Regions from separate parts of the Sus scrofa genome. Here region 1 is linked to region 2. The links are chromatin contacts, called in public HiChIP or PLAC-seq maps. All regions are on one chromosome and are shown on one strand. The core of a region is the stretch at or near the end of the contact, and the rest is flanking DNA. Distances in the headings are between cores, read along the strand shown. Region 1 has its middle 47 kb from the start of SGK1. Region 2 has its middle 330 kb from the start of SGK1.

Region 1 (6,161 bases), core at 2,826-5,325, 280 kb after region 2:
ATCACAAGCCTGTGTCTTGTGTCTTTGTTTGGCAAAAAGAGAATTGAAAGAGGAAGTGGAGGTTGCAAAGCAAGTACCTTATTGAATGAGCTTGCATCAGTGTAACTTTAGTAAAACAAGTGAGCTTTTACTGCTCAAGGGATTTTGGCCACCTATTTCTAGTCTCATTTCCAAATCTCTTGAACAAAACCAGTGGGAAAACTGGAGGAAAGATCTTCGATTTTGCCTTTCTCTGTTGCAAATCTTTTAGTATTCCCACCCCCAACTCTTAAGGTTAGATCTCCCCTAAATACGTACCATGGACAAAAACATAGACGATTTGCTCAATCCACACTCTGTCCTGGAATGTTCTCTCCGAAAAATAATTCCACTGACATTTTTTTCTTGTTGAAAAAAATTGCAGGGAGTTCCCATTGTGGCGCAGCAGAAACACATCCAACTAGTATCCATGAGGATGCGGATTCGATCCCTGGCCTCCCTTAGTGGGTTAAGGATCCAGCACTGCTGTGAACTGTGGTGTAGGCTGCAGACATGGTTCAGATCCTGTGTGGCTGTGGCTGTGGTGTAGGCCAGCAGCTGCAGCTGTAATTTGACCTCTAGCCTGGAACTTCCATACGCCGTGAGTGCGGCCCTAAAAAGACCAAAAAAAAAAAAAAAAAAAAAGAAAAAAATTGCAGCTCCCTCTGGAAGTTCAGATTCTCTGTATAATCTCAAGATCATCTCAAGCGGGTATGTCTTTATCTTTAATTCTAGGAGATATGAGTCTGCCTGGAAGACTAAACTACTAGGGCCTAAAACATAAGTAAAACTACAACTCCTAGAGGTTTTTTTTTTTATTGTTGTTTAGTTTTCTCACTCAATTTTATTATTTTAAACTTTAATCTCACCAAAACAATTTTTTTTCACCCATGAAGAAAAAAAGACAACAGTGTTTTTCAACATAAATAATAATTATCTACATATTGATGAGCAGCATCTTATGCTTTCTGCGAATAAGCCAAAGGATTTCTTTGTGCAGGGTTAATGAATAATATAGATTAGAAAACCACAAGCAATTTAATTTCTTCAATGGTAATACTTTCATTACTGTACATAGAATGAAAAATAACAAGGCCATAACTTGGCTATAATGAATTTCCCCAATGACACTTTTGTAATTTACTTTTAATGTGCCTCCATTCAGACGATTCAGAAATAAAACTTAATCATTAGTATACTAAAGATGCCATGTATCTTTTTTTTGAAGAAGTAGTTTGCTTTTTTTTTATTACTCAAATGAATTTATCACCTCTGTAGTTGTATAATGATCATAACAATCTAATTTCACAGGATTTCCATCCCACAACCCAAAAGATGCCATGTATTCTTTATCATTCTCATACTGTGATCCATTGTTATTGATTCTACATTTCCTATACCAGAAGCCAAATACCAAACAGGGAAATATATCAATAATGACACGTTTAAGTATTTTTTATTTGGAAGACTTGAGAATCTTTTTAAGAATCTTTTTTTGTTCTTTTGCTTTTCAAATCCCTAGTTGAAATACCTATTCAAACTGTCACTCTGTAATCTAGTTCATACTCAAGGACAGATGGCCGTTTTGAAGATAAAAAAAAATCTAAATGTTGGAAGAGGTATAAAGCAACATTGGATACATGTCACTGGTTCAAAATAGCTCTACCACTGGCCCAAACCACCTATCTCTGTCACTCTTATTCCTTATTTCAAAGTTGCATTTCAACATTGAGTCGGAAAGACATCTAGGTCAGCCATCCATCCTGACTCCGCTCAGGGCTGCCCGAGCCCCAGCATCACAGCAGGCACTCCAGCTCGCTCGACCCCTGTCACACTTTCATCCCACTCATCTCTGGTCTGTTGTTTATCTCACTTGGTGACACCATTAACCCCTTGCTTTCCCTGGGACACAGCATCCTCTGGGACTGTAGTCAGTAAATGTTACTACCTTGACTCAACTTTTCCTCAAAACCCTCCCTCTGCCCTCTCACTTGGTTATGCACGTTGGCAATACGTGCCCTATATTAAACAGGCTTTGTCGGCCAACTGCGGTTTGACAATAGCCAGGTTAGATTTCTCAGCATCTCCATCTGGGCAACATACTCTGTGAATTCCCTGCAGCGAAGAGCCTCAGCTTTACCCAGATACCTTGAACCAAAAACATCCTATAAAGAAATACCTTGGCGTTCCCATTGTGGCTCAGTGGTAATGACCCTGACTAGTATCCAGAGGTTGCGGGTTTGATCCCTGGCCTTGCTCAGTGGGTCAGGGATCTGGCATTGCTGTGAGGTTTGGTGTAGGTTGCAGACAGGGCTCAAATCCCACATTGCTGTGGCTGTGGCATAGGCCACAACTGCAGCTCCAATTTGACCCCAAGCCTGGGAACTTCCATATGCCATGGGTGCAGCCCTTAAAAGAAAAAAAAAAAAAAAAAAAAAAAATATATATATATATATATATATATATATCTTTAGGGAGTTCCCTTGTGGCACAGTGGGTTAAGGATCTGGCATGGCCACTACTGTGGCTCAGGTCACTGCTATGGCTCAGGTTCGATCCCTGGCCTGGGAATTTCCACAGGCTAGGGACGCAGCCAAAAAAAAGAAAAAAAGAAAGAAAGAATGAAAAGAAATATCTTTAGGAAAGTGCTGCCTTACTTGAGACTTGGCTTCTTACTAAAAATGACAGTTTGCCCAGCACCCCACAGAAGAAATGGTCTCTTCAGGCTTCTCTCCCTGCAGGCCAAGAGCTTGCCTGACACTCTCTGAGAATTTTACCATCTTGACTCAACCACAGCCTTTACTGTCATCACCTCCTAACCTCTAAGATACTTTTCCCCATTCTTTCATCACTTTGGTGGCTGATGCAATGATTTTCTTCCCTACTCTGTCACAAGCAATCACTCTGGGCAAATACACTATTCACACTCATGATTCCGCTAATAACAGTAATGGTGGAAGTAATGATGGCTAATACATGCTTTGTGAATGTCCACTGTGCAGCTATAAGGATCTTTAACACTGGCGTGTTATCTCATTTATTCATTACATGCTCTATGAGCAAGAAGGGTCATTACTTTCACTTTGTTGATGAGGAGAACAACATTATGTAACAAGTCCAAGGATATACAGGATATGAAGTGGTGGAACCAGGATTCAGAGCCATATTTAGCCAACGTACAATGTCGCTCTTCCAACTCTTACCTCTGTCCTTCTACTCCACATCAACTTACAGGCATGTTTGTCTGTTGGGTTTTAGGAGTAGCCTCAACTTCTCCTTCTCCAAGTTTGTATACTCTGCTGTATCCTCTTGACTAAGGCTCTCAGCCCCCATCTCCTTCCTCACTTTCATGGCCATGCCCTTCTCCTTCCCATGCCCTCCAGGCTTTTCTGCATGGTGAAGACCCTTCTTCACCTGCTTCTGAAGCAGCATCCTCTCTCCATCGACCAGAGATTCCCACCATGTGTTTAATGTGGGGCGGACCCCACAAGCTGGGCAGGGTTTGTAGACAGTTTAGAGCAGAGGCGACACTGGCAGGATTGTGAAACACGGGTACCATCATTTGAGAGGGCGTTTGTGCGTGTAACCTTTTGTCACAGCGATCTGGTGCCATCAGGCAACAAGCTATGTCAGAACAGCTTCATGTTTGCTGCCATTCCTTCTTCCACAGTAGTCCTTTCTCTCTGTGCCCAGAACCATTCTGTAAAATCACAAACTGATGGGATGTTGAGATTAGAAGGGGCCATAAAATTCATACAGCCCAACCCTTTCAGTTTACATATAAAGAACAGAGGCTTGAAGAAGCCCATAAACTGACATGATCAAAAGGAACTACTAAAAGATTAGATAAAGCTAACAGAATCTGCTGACGTCCTTTTTAAAAGGGATTTACTTCACGGCTCTATTCCTTATTTCTTATCTGCCGCGCTCTTGCGGTTTTAGATCCAATTCGGAGCACGTATATTTCTCTGGCTCACTGGCTGGTTGAAAAGCTCATGTGTTATCAGAGGGAAGGAGGGTGCATTGCTTTTCACAGCAGCACAATGAGGCTCTTTCTGTCGGGTGGGACACTTGGTCCAGATTTCCTTTGCACCAGATGGCTGTCCTCCAGAGGCCCCAAAGCTCCTGGGATCATTAGGATTCCAGATGTGCTTGCTACTGTCGAGCTGGGGTAAAGTGACCACAGCTGTCTTCTTGCCAAGTATGTGTTCAGCTTTTAGACTATATTCAGATCTGTTGTTTGGCATATGCTCCTAATGTATATGGGATAGTTTTTACTTTCCATTATGACCCTCAAAATAGGCATTGGGCAGCGTTAAAATAAACTAAAGTTTAAGCAGTCTAAAAAAAGCCCCGCTGTATGGCTGGTGTGTTCTAGAAATGTATCCGTGAGTATCTTAGACAATCTAATTCCCAGGTCCCAGCGTTCCAAGGCATCTCCTTTCTTAATACATCGAACTTGTTCTGAATTCAATTATACTCTTTCCAGTTTGCAAAATAACTCATTTTGTATGTTCGTCAGTAAGATGTACTTTGATATTAGGAAAAAAAATTTACTTTAATGTGCTCCATGTTGAAGACCCTTATTAAGGCTGGTCTACCTTATTTCCCAGTTGTACTAATTAAAACTACTAATTATTTCCATGCTAGTATCTCAGGATCATCTTTTGATGCATAAAAGTTTTGAGGGAATTAAAAAAAAAAAACTGACTGACTTTGGGAATCATGTGAGAGAACTGATATCTTCAGTCCTAATTTTAAAAGTGTTTCTATGTCCGTTCATTTGACTTTCGTTCCTACTTCTTCAATTTTAGGGCTGATCTGGATTTCTGTCATGTGGGAAGCAGTTGCCAGAATCCCCCTTTTTTTATGTAGCAGTTGGTGTAATTAAGGCTGAAAAGTAACTTACCTCACTCCTGAAGCTAATAGGCATCTCAAAAGCAGTTTTCATATCTAATTCTTGTCATTTACGAAGGAGTTAAACCAGTTTTCCAAGATCCTTCTGACTTCTAAAGTCAATGATTCTCTAAGACCTTATGATCACTTTCCTAATTCTTGAATCAATCCATTTGTTGCTCTCATGAGCAATAATCCAGGTGTGCTTAGGCAGGAAGTTGGTTATTTACTTTTCTATGCAAAAGGTGGGAGAATGGAAGAAAGATTATCCTTCCAGCTGGAAGGCAATCCTTTTCCAGAGATACAGAAAATCCTTTTAAATTTTTCTGGATTCCAGAACAATTACACTCTATATAAAGAATAATTAAGTCACATAAACGGAGGGAGCCTTCGCATTAGGGAGATTTCTACTCACACATTTACAGGTACAAAATTTTGTGAGTTACATGAATTATGTACAGTATATTATTCTCAATGGCAAGTTTATTCTCTTAGATTCTCTGGGATTGCAAACAAGTAACTTATTTACTCCCTTCATTATACCTTTGCTTGAGAGAAGAAACTATTTTGGTGGCAAGCAGTTTCAGTAGATTCAGACTATGCAATAGGACATTAAAAAAAAAACTAAAGTTAGTCGGAAACAAAATATTAAAAAACAAAAAACTTTGTAACGAGTAAGTGTGTATATAACTGGAATTGAGCTTATTTTACAAAAAATAAGGCCAATGAAAATGAATTCCACCAGTGGAATGCAGTCACTCAACAATGATTTTATTTATAAATAGTATAGCAAAATAAATAAATAAATAAATAAATAAATAATATAACAGCATCTCTGGAGATGCCTGTTGTGGGTGTTTGTTGTTCAACTGTAATGTGGGAGGTAGGGAAACTGAAAATAGCAGCAGCAGCCTTTACCTGAATCCCATTAGCACTTGGGAGTCAATATCCTCTAAATTTTTGGAAAGGAAAAACTGAAGGCAAAAGGTAGTAGACCATTCCAGGACTTCCCATCATGGCTCAGTGATTAAAGAACCTGACTAGTATCCATGAGGATGTCAGTTCAATCTCTGGCCTTGCTCAGTGGGTTAAGGATCCATTGTTGCCGTGAGCTGTGGTGGAGCTGGCAGACACAGCTCGGATCCAGCATTGCAGTGATTTTGGCAAAGGCCGGCAGCTACAGCTCCAATTGGACCCCTAGCCTGGGAACCTCCATGTGCTTCGGGTGCAGCCCTAAAAAGGCCAAA
Region 2 (6,932 bases), core at 1,731-4,230:
GATACTCTGAAAGGACTGAGAAGGATTTTTAAGGAGGAGAAACTGGAATTTTTTTTTTTGTCGGGGATTTAGAAGAGAAGGTTGTATGTGAAAAGTATTGGGGGAAAAAAAAATCAAAAGTGTTCAGTGGGCACCGGGGTGCCACCGGGGTGTTTAGCAGAAGAGTAGTCATGGGCCATGGCTTTAGGAAGCAAAGCTTTAGGAAAGTTGACCAGGGAAGCTAGGTTTGGAGGCAGTGGGGGTGGAGGAAGACAGTGAGAGCTCAGAGTTGGTAAGACAAGTTACTAGGTAATTAAAGTAGTCTTCAATTATAGAAGATTCTTAAAGAAAGTCAATTACATCATTTTCAAGTACTTAGAGTAATGGTCACAGAAATGTCACCTTTGGTCTTGATAAATCTGCTGAAGCCAAGACTTTAAATTGTGTGTTCCTAGCATGAAGATTGTATAGACATGGATCAAAGTAATACTTAGAAATAATTTGCTCTCAGATTAAGCCAACCTCCTACTCCCCAAACAGAACTTCCTTTTGTCTGTAATTTGTGTTAACATATCTTTCACATCTGGCACAAAATTAAACAAGACTAGTGTATACTCACATAACTTAAAATTCTCCATGAGTATGTTCTAGGTTAATGAGCATTTGTTACTCTATCAGGAGTTTCATGATAGAAAATAACATTAAGGAGTTCCTGTCATGGCTCAGTGGTTAACGAATCTGACTAGGAACCACAAGGTTGCAGGTTCAATCCCTGGCCTCACTCAGCGGGTTAAGGATTTGGTGTTGCCGTGAGCTGCAGTGTAGGTCACACACACAGATTGGATCTGGCATTGCTGTGGCTCTGGCGTAGGCAGATGGCTGCAGCTCCGATTAGATTCCTAGCCTGGGAACCTCCATATGCTGCGGGTGAGGCCCTGGAAAAGACAAAAAAAAAAAAAAAAAAGACAAAGAAAATAACATTAAAAACAATAAAAGATAGAAAAATGAAATTAACTCTCAATCCACTACTGCAATACCAGCTGTATTTCCTTTTCCAGATTTTGTTCATTTGCTGCTGTGTCTCACTTTATGATGGTGAAACTGTTTACTCATAACAAGAGAGGTAGTGAAATTGACTGTCTTTATCCCTAACATAACAATAATTATTCTGTTATAATTAAGTAAGAACTGCTGGTTTGTAGATGGCTCTATCATGGTACATGGACAATTGCTTTCCCTGACTCTGAGCTCCTCAAAGTAAAGACCATCCTGTTTAGGTTCTCGCACAGAAAGCCTGATTAAATCCAGCAAAATGGTCTGGAGTTTACTGTCTTCTGCTCCATCCAGCTGACTAAATGATAAAGGGTAACAGCTGCAGTACTTTCTTTGTGTGTGTCCTGATGTATCTGTGTTTTAATTGCCAAGTTAGACACTAATCTCTCTAGTGAGTTGGACAGGAAGTAGGTTGTTACGTCATGGAAAAAATAATCTACGTCTCTGCATACAGATTTTAAAGAAATTAAACCCTGGCTATTTATTACTAATATGTTTTTGAGATTAAGTCATCATTATTGGAAAGGAATGTTTTACTACTTACTCCACTAATATTTGGATGCAGCTACATTCGGAGTCTAGTTATATGGATTGTGTGTAATGGTTCACTTGCTACCGATAAGTCATTATCCCCAATGAACCAGATTTGCCTGCCTGGGGGAAATGTTCTGGGATGTACTACATTTATTTAGAAGGTTTTGGTTTGTTTAATAGCCCTTTTTAGCAAAACCTGAAACTTGAAAGTTGTCCAAATTCACTACCAGAATGTAGCTAGAGCTCCTATTTGGTGATGAAAGTATGAAAAGATCTTGATTCCTAATGATCTTCTATGTCTCAATTTATATAAAGTTGCAAGTACATCATGACCTTTGCTTATGAGTTACAGAAGCTGAAACAAAATTAGATAATGTTGCATTCAGCAGTTGAATACATGCTATAAAAATAAAGCCAAATTCTAAGAAAACCAAAAATTAATTAAAATGCTTGATGTAATTTCATCACAGTGAAGGTCCAATACCATTGTATCTGCCAAAAAGTTTATTTTACAGCAAAAATGATTTTTGTGATATTTTTAAGAAGCTAAAATTTATTTTCATCATTTCAGCTTTTATCCCTTTAACTGATATTCCCATGTGATGCTTATTCAAGAGTCAAAACAAAAATAGTCTACATGGGAAGAAATTGTTTTTATTGTCGTAATGGTCTCCACTAAAGATTAAAATGCTCATTATTTTAATCTAAAGTTTTAGAAGGAGATCAGAATTTTATAAAAAAATATTTTCCCCATGAATTATTTTTTCTTATGCCTTGCTTTTTTAAAAAGTAAATACTCTCTAACTCTGAAAATTTTTTTCTCTCCATAATAATAATAATTGCTAATGAACAGGAGGGAAGGGGGCAGGGGACAACTTTTAAGAGAATGACATTAATTAAGACAGTGGATTCAAGTCCCAACATGGATTTTGGCTGCATTAGAGTCCCAGCTCATGGGTTCAAGTTCCAATCTGAGTTGTGCAGTTTCAGCAATACTAAATGAAATTTATAGTGGAAAAATTTCCACAAAGGTTATCTCAGTATATTTTTATAAAGTCTTTTGAGGTAGCAGTTATTGTTTTATTTGTTGATGGGTCAGGATATTGAAGCCCAAATCCATGAAAAGTCTTTTTAATTCTTATAACAAGTCTATGGAAAACCCATAATTTGAGTTTGTGGCTGGCTTCCCAGTGTACTGTTCTTTTCATCAGCCTTGTATATCATGTGTTGATGGCAATGGAACAATGATTGAAAGTTCCCAAAAAGTTACCTTAAAGTCTTTTTACTGCTTCAGCCAAAGTATTTTGTCATAGTCAGATGTGGTGATTTGTGCTCACGTTCTTACTCTGCCTTGGTCCCCCAGCAGCTTTGCTTGGCACAGTTTTAAAGCTCTTGCTTATAAATGGAAACATGTGCCCTCTCCCATCTCCTGTGTCCACTCTCCCCTCATGCTGTATCCTCCCTCTCACCCAGATACTGCTACATTTAATGAGCTTACAATTATTTTTAAACTTCTTCCCATGAGGTGGTATCTTCATGCCAGCTGGAAGAAAGAATGTAATCCATCTTGCAGAGGCTAAACCATGGGTCATGGGAAGAGCAAGGGGATGGTAAGAAGGGGATATTTGATGGAACGTTCCATAGAAATGTCAAACTCAGTATCACATTTCTATCCAACTCCAGATTTTACAGATGCAAATGTTTGTGCTAGAACCAATAAGAGAAATCAGTTTGAGTTTGGAGAAAATGTTTCTCTCGGATTAACAAAGAAAGAGAGAGAGTGAGAGCAAGAGAGAGAAATGGAAGAATAGAGAAGAAATGGAGGAAGGAAAGAAAAAGACAGAGGGAAGAAAAAAAAGGAAAGAAGAAGAAAAGAAAGGGCAGGGCTTTTTGTGCATGCATGTTTTCCTGGTTAGAGAATCAATAAATCCCATCTGGCTAGTGGACTTTATTTGCAAATTCATATCAGAGGTTATTAATGGGTGAATAATGCTATGATCAAAGAACTAGAAAAGAGTATACATATATATATATATTTCTGTTGAAGAATAACCAAACTGCATGTGAAAGAACAATGTAGATAACTATCCAGTACCATGTGGTTGTTAGGAAGAGTTGCTTGAGGTTCCATCAAGGAAGGAGCATCACACGCCTTGGCCCTCTGGCATGCTCATCTCAGTAAGCATCGCTACCAGCTACTTAGGTCCAAGCCTGGGACCCACCAATGCTTTATACTTTCTTCTTTTAAAGAGAAGAGGGGGATAAGAGAAAGAAACCTCCTGACTGGTTGGGAGGTGGGAGGGTAAACCAACCAGTCCTCTTCATCGCTCCCTCTCATCTTTCTTCACTGCAGCTGTCTGACACATTATGTTGTGCCAGCGTAATAGCAACAGTAGCTTGACTCTTCCTTTCTTCCTAATCTAGCTATCAGGATCTTTCCAAAACACAAAATCCTTTTGCTTAAGGAGCTTAAAATCCTTGAATGCCCTGCCTTTGCCTCAGCATAAAATTCAAAGGCCTTCACCAAGCATATAGAGCCTTTTATGAGTTGACCCCTATTTAACTCGCAAGTCTCCCCTTCACCACTCAACCTACCTATTGAACAAATTTCCATGCAGTTCCAGAGAAGGCTGCACATCTCGTGATGCCATGTCTGTGCTCTAGCTGCTTCTTCCGCAGGATCATCTCCCCTGCTATTTCACTTGGCTGGCTGGGTGCAGACCTCATCTCTTTCAAAAGTTCACCTGCTCCAGCCTCCTCCTGGTGCCAGAATCTGTTTTAGATGTCTCTTCTGGGGCTCACTCCCATCTCACACTCTACTTCCCTGTATCCTGGCAACTATCAGAATCTGTTCACTTTTCTGTCTCCACACTAGACTTTGAACTCCTTCCCGGTACGCACCTAATATATTCCGGGCACAGGGAGGTGCTCACTTCAGTAAATCCTGGTTTAATGACTTAAAGGATTAATGAATTAAAAAATAACATGGTAACTGAAAGAAACAAAAAAGAGACAAGTCCATGAAGTTTGGGATGGGTGGTAGTGATGGTAGAGCTGTTTCTCTGTAGCATTACCTAAGATGGATAAAATGGCAAGAATCCAGAACTGGACTGGGTTCTAGTCTAACTTTGATCCTAGCAGTGTGCCCTTGGGCACTTAACTTCTCTGGACCACAATGATTTTTCTATATATACTATGAACCTCATAGGCTTTTTTTTTTTTGTGAGTTTTACCTGAAAACTGGATTCACCTCATGATGGGTGTCAAGCCAATAGACACAACCTAATGTCTTTGCAGTTAATGTCTTCCTTAAATCTCTGATCCCAGAGATCACTGTTCATTCTGACACTAGGTCTTTGCCTTTTTAAGAGTTTAATGTAAAAAAAGTAATACTATAAATAGTCTTTTGGTTTGACTTATTTCCTTTAGACTGTTTTTAGGTTTATTTATGCTCTGTATATTGTGTTCCATGATGATGCTTCTGGTATTTCACAGTATGAATTCACCAACTGATAGACATTCAGTTGTTTCTACTTTTATTGTTTATGAATAATGCTGCTATAACATTCATATAAAAGTCTCTATGTGGATATCTATTTAATTTCTCACTTCAATATATAGAAATGGGATTGCTGAGTTGGATGATAAAAGTACGTTTAAACTTGACACTGCCATACTGTTTTCCAAAGGGACCATAATAGTTTGGTCCACTAATACTATATGAAAGTCCAGTTGCTCCACATTTTTCATTGGCACCTGATATTGTCAATGCTTTTAATTTTGGCCATTTTAGTGAGTATGTAATAGGATCTCTTTGTGGTTTTAGTTTGCATTCTTCTGATGACTAGAGATATTGAGTATACTTTTATATGTTTATTTGCCATCTGTATATCTCCTTGTGTGAAGAATTTGTTCAAATCTTTTGCCAAATTTTTTTATTGTGTTTGTCTGCTTATATAGGATTGTAAGAATTCTTTATAGATTCTGGACACAAGTCCTTTGACAGACATATGCTTTACAAGTATTTTCTCTCAATTTACAGCTTGCCTTTTTATTTCTTTCAGTCTGTGTATCTAAGAACCTAAGTTTTTAATTTTGCTAATGTCCTTTAGCAATATTGTCTTTTATCATCAGTGCTTTCTGTGCCCTTTGGATTAATCTTTGATCAAATCACAGAATTTTTCTCCTGTACATTTATCTGTGAATTTTTGCTTGTGATACATGGTGAGGGTCAAGGTTAATTTTTTTACCTTTAATTATTTTTTTTTTTTTGGACATGCCCACTCCATGTGGAAGTTCCTAGGTCAGGGATCGAACGTGTGCCACATCAGTGACCCAAGCCACTGCAGTGACAACACCAGATGCTTAACCCACTGAGATACAGGAGAACTCCAAGGTTATTTTTTAAAAATCCATACAGATATACAATTATTTCAGTGCATCATTTTAAAAGACTATCCTTCCCATATTGAATTACCTTGGCACATTTTTAAAAAACCTATACTGATGGTGTAAGTATGGATCTATATCTGTATTAAATTTTATTGATCTAATTGTCTATCTTTATCCATTACCATAACGTCTTGAAGATTGTAGCTTTGTAATAAATTTTGAAATTGGGTAGTGCAAGTCCTCCAACTTTGTTCTTCATTTTCAAAATTATTACTGCCATTCTATGCCTTTGCTTGTAAATTTCAAAAGCAGATTATCAATTTCTTTAGGCAAGAGTTTTAGAATTTTAATTGATATTGCATTGAGTGTATAGATCAATTAATGGTGAATTGCCATCATTTTTTTTTCTTTTTGGCTTTTTAGGGTCACACCACAGCATATGGAAGTATGCAGGCTAGGGGGCAAATCAAAGTTACAGCTGCTGGCCTACACCACAGCCAAAGACACTTGGAATCCAAGCCACAGCTGCGACCGACACCACAGCTCATGGCAATGCCAGATCTTTAGCCCACTGAGCGAGGCCAGGATCGAACACACATCCTCATGGATCCTAGTCGGGTTCTTTAACTGCTAAGATGCAAAGGGGACTCCCAGTGAATTGCCATCTTAACAATATTGAATCTTCAAATTCATGAACAGGTGTACCTCTTCATTTATTTAGATCTGCTTTTATTTCTCTTAGCAAATTTTTATAATTTTGAGTATAGAAGTCTCATTCACCTTTAAATAAATTTGAATCCCCCCAGTATTCCTATGCTATTTATAGGTAAAACAGTTAATATTTTTTTCCAATTGTTCATTATTAGTATATAGAAGTATAGTTGATTTGGTTTACTAACCTTGAATCTTGCCTTCTTGTTATACTACTTCTAGTAATTTTTTATGGACTATTTAGAATTCTCTATGTTTACAGT

What was found. HiChIP or PLAC-seq counts read pairs in DNA pulled down with a chosen protein or histone mark.
Region 1: a contact with region 2 is called in an H3K27ac HiChIP or PLAC-seq map of skeletal muscle, with 3 times the contacts expected there. The contact joins two enhancer-like sites. A contact is called at or near these places in 2 of 2 datasets of contacts at active chromatin or transcription factors (alveolar macrophages and skeletal muscle).

The regions. Positions count from the first base shown.
Region 1 is chr1:29,697,971-29,704,131 of Sscrofa11.1, forward strand. It overlaps a transcript of SGK1 not described here. Among named protein-coding and RNA genes, the nearest start is that of SGK1, 47 kb to the right of the region's middle. Within about 2 kb of position 4,076, at least 15 of the 83 cell types and tissues checked have an H3K27ac peak or open chromatin away from gene starts, as enhancers often do. A contact at or near this core is called in skeletal muscle, where this site is marked.
Region 2 is chr1:29,415,456-29,422,387 of Sscrofa11.1, forward strand. No RefSeq gene overlaps it. Among named protein-coding and RNA genes, the nearest start is that of SGK1, 330 kb to the right of the region's middle. Within about 2 kb of position 2,981, at least 2 of the 83 cell types and tissues checked have an H3K27ac peak or open chromatin away from gene starts, as enhancers often do. A contact at or near this core is called in skeletal muscle, where this site is marked.